2 separate regions of the Sus scrofa genome follow, and region 1 is linked to region 2. The links are chromatin contacts, called in public HiChIP or PLAC-seq maps. All regions are on one chromosome and are shown on one strand. The core of a region is the stretch at or near the end of the contact, and the rest is flanking DNA. Distances in the headings are between cores, read along the strand shown.

Evidence for each region. HiChIP or PLAC-seq counts read pairs in DNA pulled down with a chosen protein or histone mark.
Region 1: a contact with region 2 is called in an H3K27ac HiChIP or PLAC-seq map of alveolar macrophages. The contact joins the promoter of BRAF here to the promoter of NDUFB2 in region 2. A contact is called at or near these places in 1 of 5 promoter capture datasets (fetal liver) and 2 of 2 datasets of contacts at active chromatin or transcription factors (alveolar macrophages and skeletal muscle).

What each region holds. Positions count from the first base shown.
Region 1 is chr18:8,956,205-8,959,222 of Sscrofa11.1, forward strand. It overlaps BRAF (serine/threonine-protein kinase B-raf), which reads left to right and starts at 1,759. Exons shown (of 19, transcript XM_021078584.1): 1 at 1,759-2,103. The coding sequence starts at 1,975.
Region 2 is chr18:9,148,817-9,151,847 of Sscrofa11.1, forward strand. It overlaps NDUFB2 (NADH:ubiquinone oxidoreductase subunit B2), which reads right to left and starts at 1,697. Exons shown (of 4, transcript NM_001244885.1): 1 at 1,590-1,697. The coding sequence starts at 1,687.

The sequences.
Region 1 (3,018 bases), core at 509-3,008, 190 kb before region 2:
GATATATCCAGAATTTGAAGTTGAGGTTAGAAAATGTTGAATGAAAACTAACAAGAATCAATATTAAATGGATGAGATCAACCATGCTGTGGAGAAAAAAAAAAATCACATAAAGTATGATCTACATAGATTGTGGCTGATAAAGAAAATGCTAATTTAAAATGGGATGAATGGGGAAAAAAAACTTAGGTGTTTTAATGTTAGGAAGACGTGTTACAATGATGTAATATTTCTGGGGGCTTTTTTTTTTTTTTTTTTTTTTTTTAAATAGGGCCACAAGTGCAGCATATGGAAGTTTCCAAGCTAGGGGTCAAATCCAAGTTGCAGCTGCTGGCCTACGCCACAGCCTAAGCAACACAGGATACAAACCACTGTTCATGGCAACACCGAATCCTTAACCCACTGAGCGAAGTCAGGGATGGAACCCAAGTCCTCATGGATAATAGTCGGGTTCATTACCACTGAGCCACCTGGGAACTCCTGTCAAGCCACGTTTTGATTTAAATTCAGTGCCTCAAGGAGACTTCTACTTGGAAGGGAAAGTACAACAAAGCTAACAAAGGCTCCTTCGATAGTTTATATCTTGGATTTTTAAATGTAGATTTTTAAACATTAATATTCTGTTTAATCGAATAACCTCTCACAAAACTCCTTATCTCAGCTCCTGAGCTCATCCATACACAGACAGTCTGTTTCAGAAGTCAGTAGGACAGATTTCTATCTCTTGAATCATGGTGAATACAAGAGGGAAGTCACTGGTGACTTCTCCCCATGGGAAGTGCACTTAAAGCTTCTCATGACTTGATGTTGAGGTTGCTTGGTGATTAACTGCACATCATCAGGAGTTCGCAGTAACTTCCACTGTTTCTATTTCTCTCTTTTTTTCCTCCTGCATATTTCCCTTTCCTTTCAAATAAATGCATTTTTAAAAATAAATTGGGTTTCTTTAACAAATTCCATTCTGTAATTGGGCCTCTCAAAGGTAATTTAACTCTCTCTTGTCTTCAGGCATGTTTTGCATAGAGAATGCTTTGCCTTATTTTCTGTTCACGAACTGCAGGAAAGTACTTAAATATTTTGAATGATTTTCATGATCAAAGTCTGGATGCCTCTGAAATTTAGAAGGCTCCGAGCCTTGTGCAGGCCCTAGCACATGGAAAGTGCTCCGTTGACATCTGTTAAATGTATGAATCTGGTAAACAAAAAATACACTAAAACAACCTTTTCCTAAACAAAAAAACAAACTTCGACTTAGACTCACTTTAACAGGCCAAATCCTTTAATGTGTCAGGTTCCTCTGCCTAAAAGATACAAGCATCATTCTGATAACGTGGCCTTTCCTAAGTATATTTCTATCAAATTCTGCTTGGCCGTTTCAACCTTGGGGTTTCAAGTCCTATTATCATGACAAAGATACAGTCGCCGTAATAGAAATAATACAAGTCGCATAGGCTTCCCGTCTTCCTCTCTCTAGGATTTCAACTTCTCCTAAAACACGGCCCTCCTCTTCTAGTAAATCCTACAGAACAGAACAGGTTTAGGACGGAGAAGGGAATTAATCGGAGCCATGGCAACGGCGGAGCAGAGAAAACGTGGGAGCAGGAGGGTGGGCTGACTGGAACGCACCCTCCCGGGCAACGGCGCGAGGGCGCTCCTAGCATCACGTCACGTACCCCGCGTGACGTCACGACCGTGACACGCGGGTGACGCCGTTGCCGCGGCGACTTCCAGTCGTCTCCGCCCCCTGCCCCCGCCCCCTGCCTGGCGTCCTTCCCCCAATCCCCTCAGGCTCGGTTGCGCCGGGGGCCGCAGGCCGGTTCCCGAGGTGGCCCAGGCGTCCACCCGCCGCCGGCGCCGCCCGGGCCGTCCCTCCCCGCCGCCCCCCGCCCTCCGCCTCCGCCTCCCCCCGCCCTCCGCCTCCCTGCCCCCTCCCCGCCCAGCAGCGGTCGCTTGGGCCCGGCTCTCGGTTATAAGATGGCGGCGCTGAGCGGCGGCGGCGGCGGCGGCGGCGCGGAGCAGGGCCAAGCTCTGTTCAACGGGGACATGGAGCCCGAGGCCGGCGCCGCGGCCTCTTCGGCTGCGGACCCTGCCATTCCCGAGGAGGTGAGTGCCGGCGCCCCCTGCACCCCTCCCGACTCGGGGCTCGCCCGGCTGGTGTTTATTTGGGGGAAAGAGGTGGCGGCGGGGGCTACGGTGCCCTCAGCCACCTTCTCCTCCGGGCTCTGCGGGGTGGGAGACGGGCATTCCCCTCCTGTCCCTCTCCGTCACGCGGCTCCTCGCTACGTAAACACACACAATGGCCCGGGGGGTTTCCCTGGCCCGCTCTTGGGGCCGGAGGGATTCGGGCAGCGGTGGTTGAGCAGGAGGCCATCAGTAGGGGGCGAGACTCAGGGCTGGTCCGAGAAGGTCACGGCTGGCTGAAGGTAGCCAGCCTCGCATCGCCTCGATGTTTTCGTTTTAGGGGTGGGGGGCGGGGGAGGCTGGTGGCGGCCTCCAGGTGCAAGATGTAGGTTAGTAGCCGGGGCCCGGCCCCTAGCCCGAGTTCATGCCGTGTGTAATTATTACCTGGTCATGGTGATGATGGGGCTCATCATTCCCTCTGCTCTCCATGACTGTCTCCCTTTTCAGGCCGCTGCTCTCCCTTCCACTTCTCTACTTGGTGGTGGTGGTGGTGGTGGAGGCGGGGGAGGGGGGGTTTCTCTTCACCTGTTTTAACCAGCGGATGGTTTTGATTTAGTCTTTACTTTTTCTACCGTAAATGCCACTGTTTCCGTTCTTTTTTCCACCCCGGTCTTGTTCCCCGGTTCCTAATGTTTGTCAGTGCTCTGTCGCCGACTGGTAACCCCCATCCCATTCCCATCTGCCACCCGGCTCCTTTGCCAGTAGTTGGACTGGCCTGCCTTCTAACCTCAGCTTCTACTTAAGACCATTTTTGCACTTCTCTTACCCTGGTCCTCTTGAGGCCTTCCACGTCTTCCCACTGCTCCCTAACTTGTTATCTATTGTTACCGTCACAAA
Region 2 (3,031 bases), core at 447-2,946:
TGAGCTCTCATCACTCCAGCATTAGTTCAAATCAAACTTCTCAGGCCTGCATTCCCACATCATCCTAGGTACAATAACCCATCCACCACCCCAGACATGCTCTGGATTAATCCCCTGCTTTATTCATGCCACTGCATAGTACTGAAACATGTTCCTTTCTGCTCATTTGTGTCCTCTCTCTCCAGGATGTTATCGCCATTATCTTTCTTGTATTCTGCTCTATCCCCAGCACCAACAAAAGATACTGACATCTAGAAGATTCTCCAGAAATACTTATTGACTTAATTATTACACACACTGTGAAATAAGGTGTGTCATGGAAGTACTTGAGACTTCAGTGAAGAGGCACACCTACTAGCCTTCCTATGTGGAGCCCAGGGCTATTGCTGGTTCTCCATCTCTCTCCTTGCTCAGGTCACACATAGCTTTTCCTTCTTCCCACTCTACACCTGTCCCAGCTCCATATGGGACAGACATATGGCTTTAAGCAAGCCACTCCTTTAATTTTAATTTTTAATTTTCCTGGGTCTCAGGTTCCCTATTATTATTAATAACAGCTAAACAATACTTGTAATGTCCTTACTGGGCACCAGCAACTGTCTTCAAACATTTTAGAGATTTGTTATTCATTTAGTTCTCTGTAAGTCAACACTATTATCCCCATTACATGGTTGAGAAACCTGAGTTATTAAGAGATCATGAAACTTCCTAGGCTAGGGGTCAAATCCGAGCTGCAGCTGCCAACCTATGCCACAGCCACAGCCACGCCAGATCCCAGTCGTGACTGCAACCTACGCCACAGCTCACCAAAACGCCGGATTTTTAACCCACTGAGCGAGTCCAGGGATCTAAACACCTGTGTCCTCATGGATACTAGTCAGGTTCATTTCCGCTGAGCCACAATGGGAACTCCTCCAATCGGCCTCTTTAGCTACCTCACGGGTGACTGCTTTTGCTCCTCTCTTAAATTCTCGTGTTGCAAAGGGGAACTCTAAACTATAGGCTGTGGGCAAAAACTCTTTGTGGGAGACCGCCTCCACGCCCCCACCTTAGAGAACTTAACTCTCCACTCCGCAACCACAGTAATTTTTCAAAATTAAAATCTGGCCACGTGACATCTGATTAAAACCTATCAATGACCGACATCGCCTCTGTTCGAAATCCCTCAGCCAGGCATCAGGACCTTCTACCATTCCCTCACCACGTCCAAACTCTCCAGCCTCACTTGACGCTTCCAACTGCAAAGCACGCCCTCGCCTCCCCAACTCCTGCTCTCGCTTCCAGAAGAGCTTTTGCTGCGTCCACATTCGACTGTCAATTTCTCAGGGGCAGGCTCCCCCCGGGGCCAGGAGGGCCCGATACAGACTTCAATTGGCCCCGCGAGCTGCGCTTCCCCGTCCCCACGAGCCCCGCTGTCCCAAGCCCCCGCTTCGCGAGCGGTCAGACTACACGTCCCAGCAGGCCTCAGGGCGGAAGTCGCTGTAGACTCGGAGCTGCCACCGGCGCTAGGCGTCAAGGTGAGGGCGTCCCTAAGACTGGTGCTTTCTGTTAGAGACAAGCTAAGTCCCCAACCCCCACCGAGTACTCACTGACGGACTCCACCGCCTCCAGCTACCCCCGCGCCACGGCCTCTGAGGAAACGGCCTCCAACGCGCGTGAAAGGCGCCAGCCGCTGCAGAGGAGACATGCCAGCTAGCGTCCGGACGACTGACCCTGGCCTCACCCCCCTCCTTACGTCACTTCCCCTTGGCGCCCCGCCCAGTTACGTCACTGCACCTCCTCGCGCAACGCCTGGAGCGTGACGTACCGGGGCGGGTGGGGAAGCTGTAGGTCCCGCCCCACATCGGTGTCCTGGTTTTTCTCCTGGCGCGAGAGCATACGCCAGGAGGCCCCCGGCTTGAGGGTCCAGAGGCGCTTCTGATAGACGAGTGGTGTAGACGGCCCGGGTGAGCTGGGCTGGATGGAGCCACGCGCTTCGCCCCCGGATAGGCGCGCAGCGCCTTGGCGCTTGGCTTCTGGAACCCCTTTGTTTCGTGTGGGCTAAGAAACTCGTGACCGGGTCACAGCTCACTGTGCTGATCTGGACAGCGTTACCCCACCACCCGTTACCCCACCATCTGGACACCCGCGCCACCCGCGCCCTGTCAGCTCTTCCTGAATTAACTACGCTTCCAGACGCTCTGAGGCTGCAAATCTTTTCTGAACCGTGTGTCCTTCCCAAAGCTAATCCTTCTAGTCTTCTCTTCTGCAAAGGCTCACAATGATTTCTTTATTTTTATTTTTTGTCTTTTTGCCATTTCTTGGGCCGCTTCCGCGGCATATGGAGGTTCCCAGCCTAGGGATCTAATCGGAGCTGTAGCCACCGGCCTGCACCAGAGCCACAGCAACTTGGGATCCGAGCCGCGTCTGCAACCTACACCACAGCTCACGGCAACGCCGGATCGTTAACCCACTGAGCAAGGGCAGGGACCGAACCCGCAACCTCATGGTTCTTAGTCGGATTCCTTAACCACTGACCCACGATGGGAACTCCCACAAAATTATTTCTTTAAAGGCTTCATTGCTGTATTGTTGTTATGCAGCCAGTGGTTCCCAAATGGTACTCCCACAGTTTATACAGTGCAGGTCCCCAGTTTATACAGTGCTCCTCATGCCTTTATCCTGAGCCATACGTGGATTCGTTGCTTTTGTCTCTTAATAAACTCCAAGCTTCTCTAGACTCCCCTCCCCCACCCCCAAATTAAAACTTCTAGATTTGGTTAGATTATAAACAGCCTTCCAGCCTCAAGCCTTGGAGATTGCCATTTGAAATGGATCGCTTGACAAGCACTGAAGACTTCACCTTGAATGATAAGCATAAAAAGTAGGTAACTTATGGAGAGAAATGTAGACCTGAATTTAGGGACTTGAGTGCATTGAGTGTAACTGACACTCCTGTGGCAAGATATGAGCCCCTATGTGCCCTGTAACTGAAAACCTCTTGCCCTGGAGAGACTTACATAAAGCTATGATTAGGTTATGCCCTTCTGAA